Regions from separate parts of the Anas platyrhynchos genome. Here regions 2 and 3 are each linked to region 1. Evidence: chromatin contacts called from public Hi-C data. All regions are on one chromosome and are shown on one strand. The core of a region is the stretch at or near the end of the contact, and the rest is flanking DNA. Distances in the headings are between cores, read along the strand shown.

Region 1 (4,121 bases), core at 461-2,960:
ACAGTACTCAGATATGTTTAAAAAACAGCTCAGAAGTCATCATCCATAAAACAGCTATTCACATCAGAATAATTTTCCAATGATCAGTGGGACCCTGGATGTTGAATTGTTTACCCATTGAGGTCTTTGAATCTAGTTAAATTTAAGTTCATGACCCGCATCCAGGAAGAAACAATGTTTGAGAAGTTTGACTCTCAATTAGCATTGTGATTTCTGCTCTATTTCAGAAATAGTAGACCCATAGGTGTCTTTTACATTTAAAGTGTGCTTAATGAAATGGTGGTGAAAAGTGCTGAGCTGCCAGTCCTGAAGACTGACATATAGCATTTACCCAGAGGAAAAAAAAGCTTCCAAAAACGAGCTTTAACTATGCCATAATACATTACAAAATTTTCAATAAATTAGTTTTTACTTTGGGAAACTGCGTATGAAGCTACTGATGTAGGAATTCTAAAATGCTGCCATAAGTTCAGGTCTCTTTTTCTATCTTAGTATGTTTGCATAAGGTTTTCGAATACATAAAGACCCTCTGCATGCCTTCTAGTTTGAAGTCCTCACATAAGCACTCTTTCTGTGATAGAGTTTGCAACGCTTCTTCCTCCAGTGTAGTAAGGCCATGGGAAATTATCTTCTCTTCCAGAATGCTGCCTAGATGATGAGTTTCTCTGCTGCCAGGGTATCTTTTGGCCTCTATTGCCTTCTTTTTCACATGTCTACAAAATGTAATTTAAAAATCTAATTAAACAGCCTCTCTGCTGTTGTAAAACTGGGCATATTCATCCAACCGGAGACACAGAAGAAAGGCTACATAATGGCAACCACAATATTTTTCTACTGGTTTTGTTGTATTTATTAACTACTCAGCACTTTAATGTTTTGATATATTTCTGAGATTTAAATAGAAAATGCATCTGTAAAACTGTTTGCCAAACTTAATGTTAAAATGTTTCATACCCAGTAAGTCGAGGAAGACTCAAACAAAATGGTAAGTCTTTCGCTCTACTTTAAATGAGACTGAGCTCTATGCATACTTCTGTTAAAGGACCCTAGGGAAAAGGGCCATACCGAAAGACAAGGTAGAAATCAGACAGAAAATAGTCACAGGAAAAGTGTCAAGAGATTCACAGTGCTATGGCTCCCAGCTGTATGTTGCCCTCTCTGAACGTGTTCTGCTGATTGAAGAGAACACATGGCCATTCCTGTGCATCCATGAAAAGCCATGCAGTGTAGCTTGAACCACCTGCCACTACAGATAAAGCTAAGCCACCAGACTTTGTCCTGATGTGGCTGAGGAGTGTTCACTCGTGTGATCCCACAAGGGGTATCTGGTGGAGCAGCGATAATAAATCCTGGGTGAGAGGTGTGATACGGCATTAGCTCTAACTCATTTGTTAAACATAAACCTAAACCTAGCTTTACTTCTGTACTGGACGCGGGGTGTGTCCCCACCACATATTGGTTATATAGGAGAGTGGGACAGACGGTAAAGCAGAGGCAAGAAAAAGGAGGCTGTAGACCACTTCCCATTTGTCTTAGGTACTAGAGAACAAACACTGAATTTAGCATCGCACTTGAAGTCGACGCACAGGGAACACCTTAGCAGCCTCCCCTGCAGGGCAGCAGCAACAAGGCAGACACCACAGCAACCCCCTGGCAGTGGGTAAGGAAATGGCCGCCCTGGCCCAGGCCGGGCCGCCCCGGCCGGTGCCCGGCAGCCGCCGGCAGGTGGCACCGCAGCCACGGCCGCGGCCTGCGGCCTGCGCCAGCTCCAGGGGGAGCCGAGCTGATGGCAGCGAGCACCAGGCACGACGGTGAGGCCAATCGTGAACATTAACAGCAGGAATCACGCCGTTAATTAATTCATTTTCATGCAAAGCTCGGACTTACGAGTTGGCCCCTAACTCTGCCGTTACCATGTGCTATGTCTCCAGTCGTATTTTCTGAGCAGCGAGATACAGCTTACCAAAACGCGTGCTTTATTTCTCACAGAGATCACAGCTGTCATTCATTCCTTTGATCCAAAGATTTCAAAGAGTTAGGGAAATTTTCTTATTTGACTCCAGGGCTTGGATTTCAACAGGGAGAGATATAAAGACAGAACAAGGAGAATTTGGATACGTAGCATTAATGCAATCAGATAACTGAGCTGTCTGATCAAACATTGCCAAATTGACCGTGTCCTCTATTGAATTTATATACATATTATGTGTAGGAAATTTAGTGCAATGTTACAGAATTTTGTTGTAAAGTTCATTATTAAAAAATAAAAAATCTGCATTAATCTGGCAAAACTCAGTTTGGGAATAATGTTTTTATTTATTTATTTATTTATTTTCCTCCGCTGGAATTTCTTTTTATGCTAAGGAGTATCAGGTAGTATATTTCCATTTACAAATGCTTCAGTTCATGTATCAGGCTGTAACTGTGACTCTAGCTCTGCAAAGTAAGCTTGAAGAGTGTGAATACTGCCAGGGAGTACTAGAAACATCAAAAACTCAGCATCACACAGAATGTGATTTTAGCTACCTCTACCTGTTCTCTTGGTTGAAATGAAATTACAACACAACCCATTTCTATAAATCTTTCAGACCAGGAGGCTAACTCCCTACTGACCTCTCCACACATGGGGGGAGCTTTCACATCAGTGGGGGTTATTGCCAAGTATCAGAGCTTCAAACTGCTAAAGGAACATGAGAAAATTTGCCCTAAGTTCTGAATCTGTCATCTGACTGTTCATGCTGTGAACTTTAAAGACAAACTTGAGACACTAAACCTGGAAGGTTTCTCAAGAGCAATGTGATGCCTGTTTAGAAGGTTCAGGCTAATCACTGGAATATCACTGAAATTAACCTCGTTGTAATTATTTCTCATTTTTACTGGTAGACCTCAAGTTACAAGTTGCAGTAATTAAGTGGCATGAAACTGCTGGGTGAATATCCTCAGGTCAAAGTAAAATGCTTTTCATTTGCTATAGCAACATTTATCAATTTTCGTAAATGCCAGTCATCTCAATGAATAAATTAAGAAATGGCTCGATTTCATGTAACAAGGACATGTTTAATTCAGACCTTTAGCTAATACAGTTTTAGCTCAAACTGGGTGAGCTAATGCAGCATTTTGTCAGTCCAGGGCTTGCAATGATCAGTTATTCACCTCTGAAACCAAGGGAAGGTGATCTGAATGGACAAGATAAGGATTTAATAAATTAGAAAAGAAAGATTACAAAATGGAGGTCTTGTTCTATAATTTAGGTATAAACTTATTTAAGATCTTGTTTCAGAAAAAAAAAATAGTGCCTAGACTTGCATCCTTTTATTTTCCTTTCACTGAGGTTCTATAGAGAAGGGGAAATTCAGAGGCACATATAAAACTGCTGTTAAGAACAAAACCTTCAAATTAACAATAAATAAATAAATATCAAACATTAATTTCATCATCAAAGTCGAAACTCAGAGCCCTGCAGTCCTTCTATTATCATTAATACCATCACCGGGCTTTTTAACAACAGAAAGAATAAAACAGCAACAGTTTTCTATGTATTTTCACAACTTCATGTTATGATATCCTTCACTAGTGTAATGGAACGAGCTCTTCACCAAGGATTTGGTAGAGGCAAAGTTTTGGAAAAAGGAGATGGATGGTAACTGTGCACTATGTTCAATCGTTTATTTTCTTTCTCTTTGTTTAGTATTTTCCTTCTAGTTTCCTTATGGTACTTTGAATAAAACCATTTTTCTCCCATCAAAATTCTGATTTTAATAGCCTCTATGGGAACACGTAATGCTCATGCACACAGTGTTCTTTTGCTTGAACCAGATCAGTGTACAGATGCAGAATCAGTGAAATTTTACATGAAGCCAAAACAATGTAGTTGTTTTGATTTAGGACAGATAAGCACACTGCTATTTCAGTTCAGGAAAGTTTTGTTCAGAGAGCTAGTATGATCACAGTGGTATGCAATGGGATTCAGCAGCCCTAGCTAATAATGCTAATGAATTAACTGCTCAGAAAATGCAGCCTTATCACCGACATCAACTGAGTAATACAAAAAAGCAAATATAACACGAAATGCAAGGTTCTATACACAGGCCAGTCCATAATAAGAACAGTAAGAGACCAAC
Region 2 (4,121 bases), core at 508-3,007, 220 kb after region 1:
GCTTAGCTTCTGGCAGAGGAATAGGAAAAATGATCTTCTAAAGCAGTTTATGACCTCAGTTTCCACATCAGGGGCTCTGCATTGCATAAGGCCAGCTCCATCTCCCACATCACCCTGCTTGTCATAGTCACTCCTGTTAGGAGAGCTTCTGAACTCGGAAAAGGCCCTTAAATTTAGGTCTAGATCTTCCTTGTGTAAACCTTAAACTGAAACACAGGGAGAAAGTAAATATTATCACTGGGCCCAAAGACTATATATGTAGTGAAGATTCTTCCTTCCAGATTAGGCATCTGAGTGAAAGCTTTACTCACAGGCAGTGTTAAACACCACAAGTTTTATTATATTTGGACAATGCAAAATGTTTACAAATATTTCCAGTCATTTTTTCTGGTGAGCTGATTTTATTGTAATGATGGCAAAGTATTGGGTTAAAATTGCCATTTACATCTACCTGCACTGAGCAAAGATGGTACAGAGACCTCCTCTTTGCAAGGAGGTAGATGGGTACTGGATATGACACAGCACTCGTTTTTATGTGGCTTCCCAGAGGCAGGCATCTTTATGCAACTGCAGCAGATTTTACCAGTTACATTTACTGTTTATTTAAGTGTAATGTACTGATAGATTTGGCAGATCATCCCTTAGAAATACTATGGCCCTTGTGTGTTGCTTGTGTGGACATAGGGGCCATCCCAGGGATGACAGTAACCCAGAGATTTGAGCACTGCTATTACTTTGAGGCAGGCTGGAGTTATAACCACCATTTGCCACTGAGGAATTCAGAAGCAGAATTTTTCTTGCCATTTATAGCCTTCCCTTTTCTAGGCTGCAAGACTTGTCATCCTCTCAAAGGAGCTGCATGCAGTCTCCTACATACGTATCAGCAATCGTTAGCTTCATACTTGTTGATTCAAGTTTTTGGGATACTTGAATCTTCCAGCACAGGCAGAGTAGATCACAAAAAGGATGGTAGTCAGAGATACTGTGTACCCAACAGACATGTTGGGCTTTCTGGTGGGTATCAACACTTTCAGCTAAAACCTAAGGGGAAAAGGCAGAAATAAATGATGCTGTCGTTTACTGTGACATCTTCCACCCCCCCAAAAAAAGAAATCTTTGGTGTTGATCGGTGTATACTGCTTTGCCTTTACTGTGACAGGAGGAATCACAGGATGCCTCGGGTTGGAAGGGCTCTTAGGATGTCTCCATGCCAAGCTCCTGCTCACAGCAGAGGGGTTGCTCAGCTGAGATCAGGCCAGGTTGCGTGCCAGAGCCTGGGTTTGTTGCTGTGCTCACACCCAAGGCCAGAATGGAGAAGCTGTCGGTCATGAATAAAAGATAAAAAGCCCGGTGTGTTATAATTAGCTGCAGAAGGCTCGACTTGAAGGCAGGAATTGAACCGAGCTGCAGCGATGCAACCAGCAGGCTGACGAGGACGGGTTTTGTTGCATTTATTATCTTTTTTTTTTTTTTGTCGTATTGTTGTTCCAACAGCACGTACTGCCTGTATTGAACACCTTTACACCACACAGAGGGAGCACCTGCCCCGTGCTGGCCCTGGGGACAGCGACAGCCCCGCTGGGCGGCAGGGCGGGACACGGGGGGGCGCTTCTAGCACCTTCCCCCCCGCCTCACCACACCACAGGGGCCGGGGTCTCCCCCTCCTCCCCCCGCCTTGGTCTCGCCCCGCTCCTCCCTCCCTCCCCCCCCCACCGCGGCGCCGTGTGGTCCGTCCCGCTGCTATATAAGGGCCGGGGTGGGCGGCTCCGCGCCACAGCGCTGAGGGCGGCGGTGAGGAGCGGGAGGTGCTGCTGCTGCCGCTACCGGGGGACATCGCCGCGTGAGGGGACATCGCCTCCTGCCTGCAGCCATGGCGTGGCAGCCCATGGAGATCAACCCCGAGGTGCGCGCGGGGGGCCGGGCGGTGAGGTGAGCTGAGGCGAGGCGCTGAGCTTCCACTCAGCCCCCGTCTCCCCCTCGTTGTCTTGCAGATGCTGAACAAAGTGAGTGCGCGGCGCCTTCCTCCTCCTCCTCCTCCTCCTTGTTCCCTGTGTCACCGCGGCGGGTGGCGGGGCCCTGAGGGGCTGCGGCCGTGCCACCCGCCCGCTGTGCCCCGCAGGTGCTGGCCCGCCTGGGTGTGAGCCCCGGCTGGCGCTTCGTGGACGTGCTGGGCTTCGAGGAGGAGGCGCTGGGCGCCGTGCCCAGCCCGGCCTGCGCCCTGCTGCTGCTCTTCCCCCTCACCGAGCAGGTAGGTGGGGCCCTGAGCCGTGCCGAGGGGTGCTGGGCATCCCCTGCACATCCCCTCGCTGGTGGCAGGATGAGCTGCCAGCCTGCTGCTCGCCCTGGTGCTTGCTCTGTGGGGTTTCTGCAGGCTGGGTTGTGCCTAAAATGAAATAAAAAACAAGCTGGCAGCCTATAACCTTCCTGTTTAGTAAGGGTACCTTTCCCGGTTGGTAGGGATGCTGTCTGGGCAGGCAGTGGTCAGATATTGCAGAGTGGGTGTGGTCTGGTGGGTGCCTGTGCTCAGCCCTCGCCTCCAAACAGCTTGAGCTGAGGGAAAACAAGCCAGAAAATAAGGCTGCTTGCTCCGATACACCTCCTGTGCTTCGGTTTGTGTGCCTGGCTGAAGAAAATGCTGCCTTGAGCGTGGGGAATGGTGGTTCAGCCATCATGCTGAATCATTGCTCGGGAAGGCCTAAACCACTCCTGGGTGATTAAGGTGCTTTGTCTGACCAATGCTGAAGAACTGGATGAGGAGGTGGTCTTTGAAACAAAAGATGCTTAATGTTATTCGACTGAAGGGTTATAACCTTTCAGTAGCAATGGGTTTTACGCTGGTCTATACATCCTGCTGATAGGGAGGGGTTCATGAAGGGAGGTAACCTAACGGTACAAATGCGGAGACATGCTGAGTAGTCTCATTAAATAGGCAAAACAATTGAGAGGATAAAAGAGCCTATCCATTATTACTTCCCCCTCAAGCTGTTTCCAGTGTACCACACAGATGGAGAGGCCAAGAGCAATGCTTTTGGATATGACTGAGTCATGCAGGTAGTCCATTAAGGCTTGGCCTGCATCCAGAGTAGGCATTACAATGCTTTACTGGACCCATGCCATGAAGATGACTTTCTGTGCAAGTCTTTTCTGTCTAGACCTGGTATCGGTTCTCCTGCATATCTGTCTGTGTGGCAATTTGCATAATAAAAAGGTAACACTATAGTGAAATGTTTGAAATGATTATGTGTTTACAGCATGAGAACTTCAGGAAACAACAGACTGAGAAAATAAAGGACCAAGAAATCAGTTCCAAGGTGTATTTCCTGAAGCAGACTGTCAGTAACTCGTGTGGGACAATTGGTCTGATACACGCAGTTGCTAATAACAAAGACAAGGTGAAACTTGGTGAGTATGAACATTCTGGAGTGCTTGAATTTCCAGTGTTCTTCACAACAGAGGAAGGCTGAGTGGGTGTGAGCTGTAGTAGACATGTTGTGCTGCTGCTGGTAAGTGGGCTTTGTATATGTTGGAGAGAAGCACAAATTGCAGAAGTGAATGTGTCTTGACTCTGGTGACTGCAGAGGTACCCTAGTGAGTATCATGGGGTGGGGGAGGATGCACAGCAGGACTGGCCAATGTATCTGTAACTTGGAAGCATCATGTTCAGAAGTGGCCACTGACATTGGTGTTGATGTCAACTGAACAGATAAAATTCATGACAGTTATGTCTGTCATAGACTTGCTCAGGGTAGTCCATAAATCAATTTAAATTGTTCATTTTTCCATAGATAAGTAATACAGGATGATACGGGTGTGGAAATAAACTTCCTATAAAGGATGGGTTTGATTGTATCTTTTCCTATAGAAAGAGAACCAAAACTGGCCTAGGTAACAGGTGACTGGAGCCTTCCATTTCCTAGCAAGCAGGCTTACAAGTTCTTGTAAAGAAAGGCATGTCACTGGGTCAAAAAGTACCTTCCTGTTCAAACTGCAAAATACAGCAACTTCTTGTCACTGTCCCTTGAACTTGAAATCCCACACCACCCAAGGGGTTCTTACACCAAGGAGAAGGATGTGTGGAAGGCAAGATTGAGACCAGCTTTGCTTTGTGCTTCTTGAAAGGC
Region 3 (4,121 bases), core at 888-3,387, 130 kb before region 1:
TTAGGGTAGCATCTTTAATATCATTTTATTTTGTGTTCCAGGCAAGTATTACATAGCAACTATGACCATGATCACAGCTTCCACTGCGCTGACGATCATTATCATGAACGTCCATCACTGTGGCTCAGAAGCGAAGCCTGTTCCACAATGGGCCAGGGTGGTTATCTTGGACTACATGTCAAAAATCTTTTTTGTGTATGATGTGGGTGAAAACTGTACAAGTCCGCAAAGAGAGAAGGAGCAAGAACATAAGTTAGAGGGGGATGATGTGTGTCCGGGGGGAGACAAAGAGGTAAGGAGTCAACTTTCCAATAGAAATGATGACAGTGATCTCAAGGAGAAGCTGAATGGAAATTTGAATAAAAGCTGTGGAGTTCATGGTGAAGACGGTAGGGAGAATGTTAACTGCTGTTCCTGTTACAAAATGCTGATAAAGAATATCGAGTACATTGCTAACTGTGTTCGAGACCATAAAGCAAACCGGGCCAAAGGGATTGAGTGGAAAAAAGTAGCAAAAGTGATGGACAGGTTTTTCATGTGGATTTTTTTTATCATGGTGTTTTTCATGAGTGTGCTGATCATTGGGAAAGCAGCTTAACTGCAGATGAACACATTCATTTTGTAGGTATGAATGTACTGGGTTAGCTCATTTCAGTGGAGCTGTGGGGTAGGTGTGCTTCTGAGATCTTTGTGTCTTCTGTTCTGTAACAATAAACCAGCTCAGTAGGCTGCAACGGCATGTTGAGACATTGCTCAGCGGATGGCTTTATTAGTGGCTTTCATTGCATTTTAATATGGGAGTGCAGCCCCGATGAGGCTGCTGGATGAGCAGTCTGTGCTCCGTCTTAATGAACGGTGGCCACGACTGCAGGCTGATCGGGGGAGCAATGCAGTGATGGAGCCGACAGCCTAGCAGGGAGCACTCTATTCAGAGGGCTGCACCTTGTAACTTGGCTGGCCTTTTCTCTCTGCCAGAACAAAAGTGGGGTATTTGTGAGATTGTGACAGTTCCTGGAATTTACTGCTTCATGGCACTGCCCTTTTTTCCTTTTTTAGCTTGCCTAAGTTAGCTTATTTTGTTAAGGGCTTTTTCTGGTTACTGTTCATGTCTGCTCATAGGCTCCACCTGCCTCTATCTTGCTCTCTGGTGTGCCTTTCACTTCTGCTACCACTGAGTATACCACTAAATATGACTGTACCTTGATTTTCCTTTTAATCATTTCCTGCTGCTAAATATTGCTCCATTGTTACTACAGGCACAGTAAGCCAGAATGACAGGACTTTTTCCTCACCAAGTCACAGGGCCTCTCCTCCTTTCTCTTCCTTCTGATTCTAACAGTAGGAAGGGCTTCTCATCCTCCCTAGATATTTCATTGCTCTGGACATTTGTTCAAAATGGGCCTTTAAATGTCACTTGTGAGGCTGTTAAAATAGGCTGTGAGTGTCTAGTCTCTGCTCATTGTATTGATCTTGACTAATGCTCACCCCATGTGTCTGTTATCTGGTTTTGAATCACTAAGGTCAGAAGGGACCTCTGGAGACCATCTAGTCCACCCCCCGTGCTCAAGCAGGGTCACCTAGAGCATGTTGCACAGGATCACGTCCAGGTGGGTTTTTTAATATCTCCAGGGGAGCAGACTCCACAATCTCTCTGAGCAACCCCTTCCAGTGTTCTGTCACTCTCACAGTAGAGAAGTGTTTCCCCATATTCAGGTGGACCTTCCTGTGTTTCAGTTTGTGCCTGTTGCTTACCTCTGGGCACCACCAAAGAGCCTGGCCCCATCATCTTGACACCCTTCCCTAAGAAATTTATATGCATTGATGAGATCCCCTCTCAGTCTTCTCTTCTCCAGGCTAATGAGGCCCAGTTTTCTCAGCCTTTCCTCATATGAGAGATGCTTCAGTCCCCTAATCATCTTCACAGCCCTCTGCTGGACTGTCTCCAGAAGCTCCATGTCCCTCTTGTACTGGGGAACCCAGAACTGGACACAATACTCCAGGTGTGGCCTCCCCAGGCCTGTGCAGAGTGGGAGGATCACCTCTCAACCTGCTGGCAACACTTTTCCTAATGTACCCCAGGATACCATTGGCCTTCTTGGCCACAAGGGGACATTGCTGTCTCATGGTTTACCCGCTGTCCACCAGGACTCCCAGTTTTTTTCCTGCAGAGCTGCTTTCCAGCAGGTCATCCCCCAACCTGTACTAGTGCGTGGGGTTATTCCTCTCAGGTGCAGGACCCTGCACTAGCTTTTGTTGAACCTCAGGAGGATCCTCTCTGCCAAACTCTCCAGCCTGGCCAGGTCCCTCTGAATAGCAATGCAGCATTGTGGTGAATCAGCCACTCTTCCTGCTTTTGTATCAGCAGCAAACATGCTGAGAGTGCATCCTTGTCCGTTCATCTGGTTCACTGGTGGGTAAGTTGGATAGGACCGGACCCAGCACAGACCCCTGGGGGACACAGCTACAGGCCTCCAGCTAGACTGTGGACACTCTCACACAACCCTCTGAGCTCTGCCATCCAGCCAGTTCTCAGTCCACCTCACTGTCTGCTCATCTAAATGTACTTAAATTATCAGCTGTCTAAAGGAATGCCAAGGTTGCTTTGCGCATTACTTAGCACAAAAGCATGATCTTACAGCACTATCATTAAAGTAGTGCCATAATCAACACGTTCCCTGTTCAACACCTTGCTGCTTAAGTGTACATGAATGTGTTTGCTGACAACACTAAAAAGCCCTCTCCTCTGTGTTAATTTCTTTTAACTCCTCAGACAAAAGTTCCAGAAGATGTCTCATGGTAAAGTGAGAAGCTTAAAAGCCCAGGCATGCCCTTGGCAGATAAATTGCTTTTACAAAGCATCCTGAATTTTGAAACCATGATATTCTAGATGCAGTGGGAGAGGCAGAAGGACACTGTAATGGATCCCAGTCAAAAGTTCATGTGATAAAATGAGTTTTCGTAACTGTTGCAGTTAATAGGAGCACACCTGTGAAGCTGTAACTTAAGAGTGAGGAGTCAAAATGGCAAACCGATGCAGTCGTCATGCCCAAATTTATTGAAAGAGAGGGATTTGTAGTTATTATTATTATGTAAATGATGCGTTGAATTCTAAATGCCAGGTTTTCTTTTGTGTGGAATAATTAATGCTGTAAGCTTATCTGGATTCTCATACATAATGCAAGCTTTAAAGTCCAGGTTCTAATGTAAAGATAAACTGGGTAGCTAGCCAAGAATAAACTCAGTATGTGGAAAAAGTCTCAAGTGTATTCCCTATATATTATCAGCTTCCAGTCAACTGGGGTAACTTTGAATATCTGCTTTAGAAACCAAGCTGTTCATTCTCCCTGTGCAGAAGAATGGTTGCAGACATTTGCCATGGAGCTCAGGGTTTGACATTTATACTGCCTCGTTTAGGAAACTGATTTGGTCTTTGTTGTGGAAAAAAGATACTGTCCCCAAAGCCTGGGAAGTAAAGTATTTAAAGATAAAGGTAAGGTATTCAGAAGAAATGGCTAAGGGAGTGTTTGTCCAAGGCTTATGGGTGGTATAAAGAAAATAGAGTTATTGTTTGCTCTCTCTTCTACTTTAGGAACCAGGTGCATCAAATATACTGCGAGGTAGTGGATGGGACTGACTATATACTGTGTGAGAAGGCTGAGGAACTCCTTGCAACAGAATCTGTGAATGCTAAAAGATTGTGTGGATTTAAAGAGCTGGGGGAAAACGGAAGAAAAATCTGTCAGGGTACAACTAAATACAGTCACGAAGAGTTGAAAGCTAGAGCAGTGTTTTTAGGGATTCAATACTGCCTATTCTTCTGTGCTCTTTATCCCATGTTTCAGGAATTCAGGTGTTACGTTATAAGCATGTTTCATCCCATGGTTAACAAAGCTTTGCTCTGATCCTGCCAGAAGTATGGGAAATATCTCAGAGCTGTTTCTCAAGAAATGCAGGAGTTTGGCAAGAACTCCTGATTGTGCAGGTCTGTCCTCATTTGAGAAACAGAAGACCTGTAATTTGATTGTGTAGGAGATGGGAAGGGGAGAGCATGGGGTGAGCAAATTCCTTCATTTCCATTTAAAGCCAGGAAGAATCCATCTATTCTCTCACTTTAAAAATTT

The links. A called contact is a pair of places that touch in the nucleus more often than the background predicts.
Region 2: a Hi-C map of skeletal muscle shows a contact between it and region 1, with 2.5 times the contacts expected there. The contact joins the promoter of UCHL1 here to the enhancer-like site in region 1. A contact is called at or near these places in 2 of 8 Hi-C or Micro-C datasets (skeletal muscle and subcutaneous adipose tissue).
Region 3: a Hi-C map of skeletal muscle shows a contact between it and region 1, with 6 times the contacts expected there. The contact joins two enhancer-like sites. A contact is called at or near these places in 2 of 8 Hi-C or Micro-C datasets (liver and skeletal muscle).

What each region holds. Positions count from the first base shown.
Region 1 is chr4:55,567,135-55,571,255 of IASCAAS_PekinDuck_T2T, reverse strand. No RefSeq gene overlaps it. Among named protein-coding and RNA genes, the nearest start is that of RBM47, 27 kb to the left of the region's middle. Within about 2 kb of position 1,710, at least 2 of the 8 cell types and tissues checked have an H3K27ac peak or open chromatin away from gene starts, as enhancers often do.
Region 2 is chr4:55,350,453-55,354,573 of IASCAAS_PekinDuck_T2T, reverse strand. It overlaps UCHL1 (ubiquitin C-terminal hydrolase L1), which reads left to right and starts at 1,757. Exons shown (of 9, transcript XM_038178812.2): 1 at 1,757-1,903; 2 at 1,992-2,003; 3 at 2,120-2,248; 4 at 3,252-3,402. The coding sequence starts at 1,871.
Region 3 is chr4:55,701,562-55,705,682 of IASCAAS_PekinDuck_T2T, reverse strand. It overlaps CHRNA9 (cholinergic receptor nicotinic alpha 9 subunit), which reads left to right. Exons shown (of 6, transcript XM_013109625.5): 6 at 42-4,121. The coding sequence ends at 598. Among named protein-coding and RNA genes, the nearest start is that of CHRNA9, 21 kb to the left of the region's middle. Within about 2 kb of position 2,137, at least 3 of the 8 cell types and tissues checked have an H3K27ac peak or open chromatin away from gene starts, as enhancers often do.